Regions from separate parts of the Sus scrofa genome. Here region 2 is linked to region 1. Evidence: chromatin contacts called from public HiChIP or PLAC-seq data. All regions are on one chromosome and are shown on one strand. The core of a region is the stretch at or near the end of the contact, and the rest is flanking DNA. Distances in the headings are between cores, read along the strand shown. Region 1 overlaps AMPD3 (AMP deaminase 3). Region 2 overlaps SBF2 (myotubularin-related protein 13).

Region 1 (4,539 bases), core at 2,017-4,516:
CAGTGGATGCTGGACATCCAATTCCTTTTAGGAACCTGGAATGCAGGGGTGTGCTCTGCAGATGTGCAGCCAGCCCCAGTAAAACCTCAGGCGCTGGGTCTCTATGAGCTTTCATGGTAGACGAGTTTCACACATGCTGTCACACTTTAATGCAGAGGGAACTGATTTTGCTCTGGCCACTCCACTGGAAGGGATTCCTGGGAAAAGCTTGACATTAGCCTCCTCCAGACTCTCACCCACTTCTTCCCTTGGCTGCCCTGGCTCTGCATCCTTGCACAGCAACAGATCCTAGTCATGAGTATAGCCATGTGCCGAGTCCTAGGAGTCCTCTTGGCAAATCATGGAACCCAGAGGTGGTTTGGGGGACCCCAACAAAGGAGGAGAGTTGGGCCGATGAAACGGAGGTAGGTGTTCCCGCCTGCACACCCCGGGCCAGCCTCAGTGCTGCAGACTGAACCTCAAGGCAGCTGCTACTGCACCCAGCAAATGAAGTGGCAAAGCCTGGACCTGATGAGGGTGAGCATCATCATTTTCAGCTAAGAAAATACCTGGGTCCTTCAGAAGGAAAGACCAAAACTTCTGTGTGCTCAGTCTGCCGCTTTGCCAACCCCAGGCTTCTGACTCCACTGGCAATCGCCCCAATTCACCCCGTCCACAAGCGCTTATGTGTTATGGGACAGACCCTGGCCATAGATTTCATTTGGTCCTCACTGCAAGCTCTTTCGCACCTGGGCGAACGGAGACCCAGAGAGAATAAATCACAGGAAGTGACAAAGTCAAACTTCAGACTCTGATCTGATTGATTTCCAAAGTCCAAGGATGCTCTGTTTTCCCAGAGCGGCCTCGTCTCAGAAATGAATGAGATAAATTACCCCCTTCCAGGGAGTTCATCAATCTTGGTCTGCTGGGCAAAGCGCGTGTGGCAGAAACCTGAACATGCTCAGGGAGACAAGCAGCTACACAGACAGTTGTTTATAAGAGGGGATGAGCGATGCAGCAGAGGGAGGTACCAGCTGGAGCACAGAGCCCTCAGAGAGCGGGAGTCGCCTTACCCCAGCACAGTAATCTCCGCTGATGGTGACCCGCTGGAACTCGGGCATGGCATACAGTGCAGGCGCGGGCTGGGAAGTGATTCCAGGGAGCACAGGGGTTGCAGGAGACATGGCCGGACTGGCTGTTGGGGGTCCCTTCCAATCTTGCTGCGTCGGCATTTGCAGAGACAGGGACTGGGACCGAATCATCTTAAAACTTTTCTTTCTAAAAGTCAAGAGCAAGGAAATGTGAGAGATAGAAGCAGCTAATTTGAGGGGAGTGATAAAAGAGTCTTTGTTCTGGACATGGCAGGACAATCTGACTCTGATTAATCACTAGTGCTGGACCCATTATTAAGAAGTTTCTAGGAGTTCCTGTTGTGGCTCAGAGGTAACGACCCCGACCAGTAGCCATGAGGATAAGGGTTTGATCCCTGGCCTCCCTCAGTGGGTTAAGGATCCAGCATGGCCATGAGTTGCGATGTAGGTCATAGACGCAACTCAGATCTGGTGTGACTATGGCTATGGTGTAGGCTGGCAGCTGCAGCTCTGATTCAACCCCAAGCCCAGCAACTTTTTTTAGGGCCATGGAAGCAGCCCTTAAAAAAAAAAAAAAAAAAAAATTCTCAACTCTGACTAGCATCCATGAGGACATAGGTTCGATCCCTGGCCTTGCTCAGTGGGTTTAGGATCTGGCTTTGCCATGAGCTTCGGTGTAGGCCACAGACCAAAGCTTGGATGTGGTGCTGCTGTGGCTGTGGCATAGGCTGGAGGCTGCAGCTCCAATTTGACCCCTAGCCCGGGAACCTCCATATGCCAAGGGTACAACCACCACCCCCAAAAAAGTTTCTAATTATTCATGCCTTCCTCTCCCTGAATGCAATACTCTAGGCACCCTGTGGTCACTAAGAACTGCTGTGGGCTGTGTTTGCAGGGTGCGTGGAGCATCGGAGTAGGCAAATGTCTCAGGAGACAGAGGGAAGACTGATCTGTGGGGGTCTAACTCTGAGGGCAGACGAGGTGAGGACCATGTCAAATCAACCAGCATGCTGTCTTCAGATAAAGCCAGACCCTGAGTCCCAGTACACAGAGTCTCAGATAATCACCGTGCATTTCACAGAGTTAGAAAACGGGGGCACTGGAGCCAGAAAAGCTCATGCCATCAACCCGTCCCACCTCCTGTTTTCATAAAGGACTCAGGGGACCAGGGATGGGAAACAAATTCTACAAAGTCATGGCCAGGTGGCAGCTAGCCCTTCGCACCCCACCTCCCTGGCAGCCTGTCACCCTGGCTGCTCCTTCCTGCAGCCTGACATGTGCCTTCCTGGCTGCTCTGGGCAGGCACAGATCTGTTATTGGAAAGGGACTGATCAGCATCAATTCCAGTCCTCTCAACTTGTCACCTTGGCACCAAAGGCTGATTTCACAAACTCCTGGGGAAGCAGGTGCAAGGTTGGTTTCAAATGCCACAAGCTCATGCTTATCTGCAATGCTGACTTAGGAACATTCATTTTCCTGTTAACTAATTAGTAATGTTTCAAACGACACCACCCCAAGTCCTAGGATCCCCAGGAAGAAAGTCAGGCAAGAGGGAGGTGAGGACCTCAGCACTTCCTCTCCCATGTCTTTTTCTGCCTCTGAGGGAACCCAGACCCCCAGCAATGCCAGAAACCAGCTGACCAGAGGGCCCAGCAGTGGGCCAACTAGCCCGGTACAACCAGAGCCTCCAGCCAAGAATTCAAGAGCAACTGTGACCACTCCCTGCCCCCAAAGCCCACAAAAACCCCTCCTCTTCTCCAGGCACCAGTGACATCTACAGGGTATGGAGAAATTTGTTATCTCCAAACGGACCTCATGACTCACCCGAAACCAGCTATCTTCCTCCTGGCTCTTGGCCAGGTCTCTCCTCACTGATCCATGGCCAATTTACAGGAACTACAGTTCCCTGACCTCTCTCTACACCCAATGCTTGCCATGGCTCTCTGGTCACTATCCACCCACGTGTGTTATCACTTCTTTGGGGACAAGGCTATTTCTACCTGGAAAATGGAGGCAGCCCCTTTATCAGAAGTCTGTCTTTGCCCTGCCCTTAAATGCTAGGTTATTCAGGAAACCCAGGCTGAACTTCAGGAACCTCCAGCCCAGGTTTTCCCCAGCTTGCCCTCCATCTATCACATGGAGCTGAGTCAAGCATCTTGTCCCAAGAAAGAGGCCAACTGATGCCTGTCAATCATTCCTCAGAGGCAGGCCCACGTTGAGTAATGAGGTTCCCACTTTGGCATCTTTGGGATGGTCACACCTAGAAGAAAAGCCATTACGTTGGGCTCCGTCTCATGTTCTGACAGGCCCCATGAGACCCTGACTCCTGTGTCACTCACATGCCTGCTAGGTCACTATCTTTATCTCCATGCCAACTTAACCCCCACAAGCCTCAGCCAATGCTGCCTAAGGACCAGTCCTGATAAGGAAAGAACCGAGGTAACATCTAAGGTGAACAACAGGTTAAAAAGGCTTTAAAAAATAATAATAATAACTCGGAAGTTCCCATCATGGCTCAGTGGTAACGAGCCCAACTAGGATCCATGAGGACTCAGGTTCAATCCCTGGCCCTGCTCAATGGGTTAAGGATTCAGCATTGCCGCAAGCTGTGGTATAGGTCACAGACATGGCTCAGATCCCACATTGCTGTGGCTGTGGTGTAGGCTGGCAGCTGCAGCTCTGATTTGACCCCTAGCCTGGGAACCTCCATATGCCATGGAGTGTGGCCCTAAAAAGACAAATAATAATAACCCAACCATGATCAGAAAGCTGGAAGGCTGCCTAAGCCAAGAGCCCACCAGGCTTGTCCAAGAAACATCCATACTCCTCTGCCACAGAGAAGACACCAGTACCCACCAGCTGTGTCCCCAAGTTCACCTTCTTAAAGACACCCATTATGGCTCCAGCCTTGGACTTGAGGTGAGCCCCAGAAGGTCACATGTGGACATCCATGGGCTGGGAGCTCTGACTCTGCAGGGACAATGGACAGGTTTGACAACAGATGGGTCAACTCCTCATCAACCATGGGCAAGGGCTTGCAATAAACCAGCATTAACCACCAAACTTGTCTCCACGAAAACTAAAAAAGCTAAATGGAGGGAGTTCCCATTGTGGCTCAGCAGGTTACAAACCCAACAAGTATCCATGAGGATGTGGGTTCGATGCCAGGCCTCACTCAGTGGGTTAAGGATCCTGCGTTACTATGAGCTGTGGTGGTCGTCGCAGGTGCAGCTTGGATCCCGAGTTGCTGTGGCTGTGGTGTAGGAGGGCAGCTGCAGCTCTGATGCAACCCCTAGCCTGGGAACTTCCATATGCCGCACATGTGGCCCTAAAAAGCAAAGCAAAGCAAGAGAGACAGAGAGAGACAGAGGGAGAGGAAGGAAGGAAGCGGGGGAGGGAGGGAAGGAGAGAGAGAGATAGGAAGGAAGGAAAGAAGAAGAAAAGAAGAATGGAGCCCCAGGAAAGAGCC
Region 2 (4,608 bases), core at 1,557-4,056, 240 kb after region 1:
CTTAGTGAGGAGTTTAGATTTTTATTCTAAGTGTAGTGGAGTCAGTGAAGGAGTGACATGATCCATGATTTGTGGCTGTTGTGAGATAATGGAAGGGCAAGGAGAAAAGAGTAATCCACGTAAGAAATGATGATGGTGTGAGTAGAGGCAATAAAGATTGAGAGAAGTGGATGGATTCAAGATATATTTAGGAGGTAGAAACCACAGGATATATTAAGTTGAACATAGGACTGGGAAGAAACATAGCTGATATCCATGTGTCTAGCTTGTTAGACTTTGTGGTCAGCAAAAGTATTCAACAATGTATGCTTACTGTGTTAATTTTCATTTACATTCCTGGTTTCATTCCTCGTGAATAAAACTTTCAAATGTACAATTTGGAATAGGTATCTTAGTCTCTTTGGGCTGCTTTAACAAAAATACTGTAGACTGGTGGGCTGTAATTTATTTCTCATAGTTCTGGAGGCTGGGAAGTCCAAGATCAGGGTGCTGGCAAATTGACTGTCTGGTGAGGGCCTGCTTCCTGCTTCATAGACAGCCATCTTCCTGTGTAGCAGAAGAAGCAAGGGAGCTCTCTGGGGTCTATTTTATTAGGGCACTAATCCTATTCATGAGGCCTCCACCGCCATGACCTAATCACCTCTCAAAGCCTCACCTCCAAAGACCATCACATTGGGGGTTAGGATTTCAACATGTGGATTTTGGGGGACATTCATTCTAAAGCAGGTGCTAATGAGACTTACAACTGGAATCTACTGTAGAGGACTACTGATAAAACCTCCCTGAAAATACAGGATAAATTCATAATAAAAGATTTATACACAAGGTTAGTGAAACTTTTGTTGCCTAAAGGAAATTGTCTATCCTGGGTATTTGTTAAATATTTGTTGAATTAATGAATGCACTTCCAGACATTTCCAATGCTCTTTATTTATTTTTGTCTTTTGTCTTTTTAGGGCCGCACCCACGGCGTATGGAGGTTCCTAGGCTAGGGGTCCGAATCAGAGCTACAGCCACTGGCTACGCCACAACCATAGCAACTCGGGATCCAAGCTGCATCAGCGACCTACACCACAGCTCACGGCAACACTGTTTCCTTAACCCACTTAGCCAGGCCAGGGATTGAACCTGAGTCCTTATGGATACTAGTTGGTTCGTTAACCACTGAGCCACTATGGGAACTCCCAATGCTCTTTATTTTTTATGACGAACTGAGTTTCCGTCTAGTTTCATTTTCCTTCAGTCTAAAGAAATTCTTTTAGCATTTTGTGTGCAGGTCTTCTGGCCCTGAGACTTCGTTTCTTTTTTCCCTAAATCCTTTTTTTCTCTCTATTCTTCAAATTCCATAATTTTATTGATCTATTTTCAAGTACACTGAGTTTTTTCACTGTCATTTCCATTTTGCTTTTAAGCCCATTCAGTGAAGTTTTTTTTTTTCCTTCCCTTTTTAGGGCCACATGTGTGGCATATGGAAGTTCCCAGGCAAGGGGTTGAATCAGAGCTACAGCTTCCTGCTTATGCCATAGCCACAGCAATGCCAGATTGGAGCTTCATTTGCAGGCTACACCAAGCTCTGAGCAATGCTGGATCCTTAAGCCACTGAGCAAGTCCAGGGGTTGAACCTGCATCTTCGTAGATGCTAGTTAGGTTCTCTGCTGAGCCATAATGGAAACTTTGTTCAGTGAATTTTTGATTTTAGATGGTATATTTTTTAGTTGTAGGATATTTGTTGGTTATTTTAAAAATTTCTATTGCTCTGTTAAGGTTTCTTTTTGCTTGTTATGATTGTATTCTCTGCATCATTGAACATAGTTGTAATAATACTTGCTTGAAAATGTTTGTCTACTAAGTCTAACTCCTGAGCAGTCTTGGATTTAGTCTCAGTTGGTTATCTTTTCTTTTTGGTTCACCTTTTCCTGATTGTTTTGTCTGTCAAGAAACTTTGGATTGTATCGTGGACATTGTACATATGAAGTTATGGAGATTCTGAATTTTGTTATCTTTCTTTAAAAATTGTTGATGCTTTTGTTTAGTAGGCAGTTAACATGATTAGACTCAAACTCTAAGCTCTGTTTCTTGGGTGGTGGTCTTAATTCAGTTATTTTATCCTTGGCTGAGCTTCTTATAGTTTAACTCCTTGCATGTATGGTTCAGAAGTCAGCCAGAAATTTGTGAAGAGTTTGTACCTAGATTTTTTTTCCTTTTTCAGCTGCACCCTTGGCATATGCATGTGTGTGTGTGTGTGTGTGTGTGTGTGTGTGTGTGTGTGTGTGTGTATAGAAGTTCCCAGGCCAGGGATCAAATCTGAGCTGCATCTGCAACCCACCCTGCAGCTGTGGCAATGACAGATCCTTAGCCCACTGTACTGGGCTGGGGATTGAACTGACTTCACCACAGAGACGAATCAGATCGTTAACCCACTGTGCCATAGCGGGAACTTCTATACTTAGATTTTATATCTCTCCCTTTATGAATTTCTAGTACTTTTCAGTGGCTCTGGTGTCCCTGACAGCTGTCCTCTGGTTCTTTAAGGTAGTAAGGTTGTGAGGTTTATATGGGAGTTTTAGGAGCCTCTCTGGTGACAGGACCTGCCTTAGGAAAAAAGTCTAAGTGAGAAGTTTACCTATACTGCTCTCTTCCTAGTATTGACTCCCCTCTAATTTAATTTGCCTTCTTTTGGTCACTCTTCAGTGCCTTTAGGTAGTCTTTTTTTGTGTTTTGTTTTACAATTTATATTTGTTATCTGTGGGAGGGTTGATTGGGTAGGCACTTACTCAGCAATACCAGAAGCAGAATTCTCCCTTGTTCCTTTTTCTGTGGGGAAATTCCCTTTATAATTATGTTCCCTATTGTAAATACCAGCTTTTAAACATCTCATGTGCTGATTAGTTAAGAAATTGTTGTTTTGAATACTGTATTTGTAAATTGCCTTACTCAGAGAAGTCCTGATCTCAAGAGATAACATTCTAGTGGGAAAGACAATCAGGTAAAAGAGACAGTAGTAATATAAGTGAAAGGAGACATGATAGAGGGATAAACAGAATACTATGAAGAGCATAGGGAAAAGGAACCTTTACATGGCTGGTAGGGAAAGGAGGAGATACAGGAGGACTTCCTGGAGGAAGTGATTTCTATGTTGTACCTATGAGAAATAGGCTATACCAAACAAGAGAATTAAGGGGCTCTCTAAGGAAGAGGAGAGAGAACATAAATATATGGGAGATGAATGACTCTTTAGAAGAATTGTAGGTATGTTTGGTGTAGCCAGAGTCATAGAGTGTGTATGAAGAATGTGTGAAAAAAGGAGGACAGAGAGATTGGGCCAGAGAAGATGATTAAGGGCCTTGTATGTCATGCCAAGGACTTTGGACTCTTTTTTTTTTTTTTTTTTTTTTTTTTAGGGCTGCATCTGGCATATGAAAGTTCCCAGGCTAGGGCTGGCCTATGCCACAGCCACAGCGACGCCAGATCCGAGGTGCGTCTGGGACCAGCACCATAGCTCACGGCAATGCAGGATACTTAACCCACTGAGTGGGGCCAGGGATCAAACCTGCATCCTCATGGATACTGGTCGGGTTTTGTTACCACTGAGCCACAATGGGAGTTCCTGGACTTTAAATTATAGATAGTGGTAAGATACTGACATTTTAAGTGTGGGTGTGACATGACAAGTTCGTACTGTTAGAATGATTGTTTTGTCTTTTTTTTTTCTAGGGCTGCACCCTCGGCATATGGAGGTTCCCAGGCTAGGGGTCTAATCAGAGCTGTAGCCACTGGCCTATGCCACAGCCACAGCAATGCCAGATCCAAGCTGTGACTGCGACCTACACCACAGCTCACAGCAACGCTGGATCCTTAACCCACTGATCAGGGCCAGGGATCGAACCTGCAACCTCATGGATCCTAGCTGGATTTGTTAACCACTGAGCCATGAAGTGAACTCCCTAGAATGATTGTTTTGTATCAGTGAATGAAAGAGGAGAGAAGGGAGAGCGAAGGATAGTAAGTAATTAAGGCAAGAAATTTTGAAGGCCTAAATGAGTGGTGATAGAGAGGAGGGAATGAATTAACGTGATAATTTAGGAGTAGAAGAGTGGGTCTTGATCACAGATTTGTTGTATGTATTGTGTTAATGAACACAGATTAGAAGTTATTAATGATTAGAAGTTATTCTTCTGGGAGTTCCCTTCATGGCTTAGTGGCTAAGGATCATGACTAGGATCGATGAGGATGCAGGTTTGATCCCTGGCCTCCCTCAGTGGGTTAAAGATCTTGTGTTGCTGTGAGCTGTGGTGTAGGCCGGCAGTGTGGCTCCAATTTGACCTTTGACCTCTAGCCTAGGAACTTCCATATGCCATGGGTGTGGTGCTAAAAAAACAAAGAAGTTATTCTTCCTCTTAGAAGTTATTGTAAAACAGAGCAATATATCTCTAGAACTCAAGAGTTTTTCCCCCTCATAAATATCGGGAAGCAGTGGCACAATATTTGTCTCTGGTAGAGGCAGCCTGTCTCTGACTTGTAGCAGTGGGCATTTTCATGGTAATGATACTTTTGGAGTAATTAGTAGCAGAAACTATCCAAAGTTGTCAGTGGTCATTTCATTTGCTT

The links. HiChIP or PLAC-seq counts read pairs in DNA pulled down with a chosen protein or histone mark.
Region 2: a contact with region 1 is called in an H3K27ac HiChIP or PLAC-seq map of alveolar macrophages. The contact joins two enhancer-like sites. A contact is called at or near these places in 1 of 47 Hi-C or Micro-C datasets (embryonic fibroblasts) and 1 of 2 datasets of contacts at active chromatin or transcription factors (alveolar macrophages).

What each region holds. Positions count from the first base shown.
Region 1 is chr2:49,055,930-49,060,468 of Sscrofa11.1, forward strand. It overlaps AMPD3 (AMP deaminase 3), which reads right to left. Exons shown (of 15, transcript XM_013994571.2): 3 at 1,053-1,257. Among named protein-coding and RNA genes, the nearest start is that of AMPD3, 27 kb to the right of the region's middle. Within about 2 kb of position 3,267, at least 16 of the 83 cell types and tissues checked have an H3K27ac peak or open chromatin away from gene starts, as enhancers often do. A contact at or near this core is called in alveolar macrophages, where this site is marked.
Region 2 is chr2:49,296,090-49,300,697 of Sscrofa11.1, forward strand. The region is part of intron 1 of SBF2 (myotubularin-related protein 13); the gene reads left to right. Among named protein-coding and RNA genes, the nearest start is that of SBF2, 56 kb to the left of the region's middle. Within about 2 kb of position 2,807, at least 4 of the 83 cell types and tissues checked have an H3K27ac peak or open chromatin away from gene starts, as enhancers often do. A contact at or near this core is called in alveolar macrophages, where this site is marked.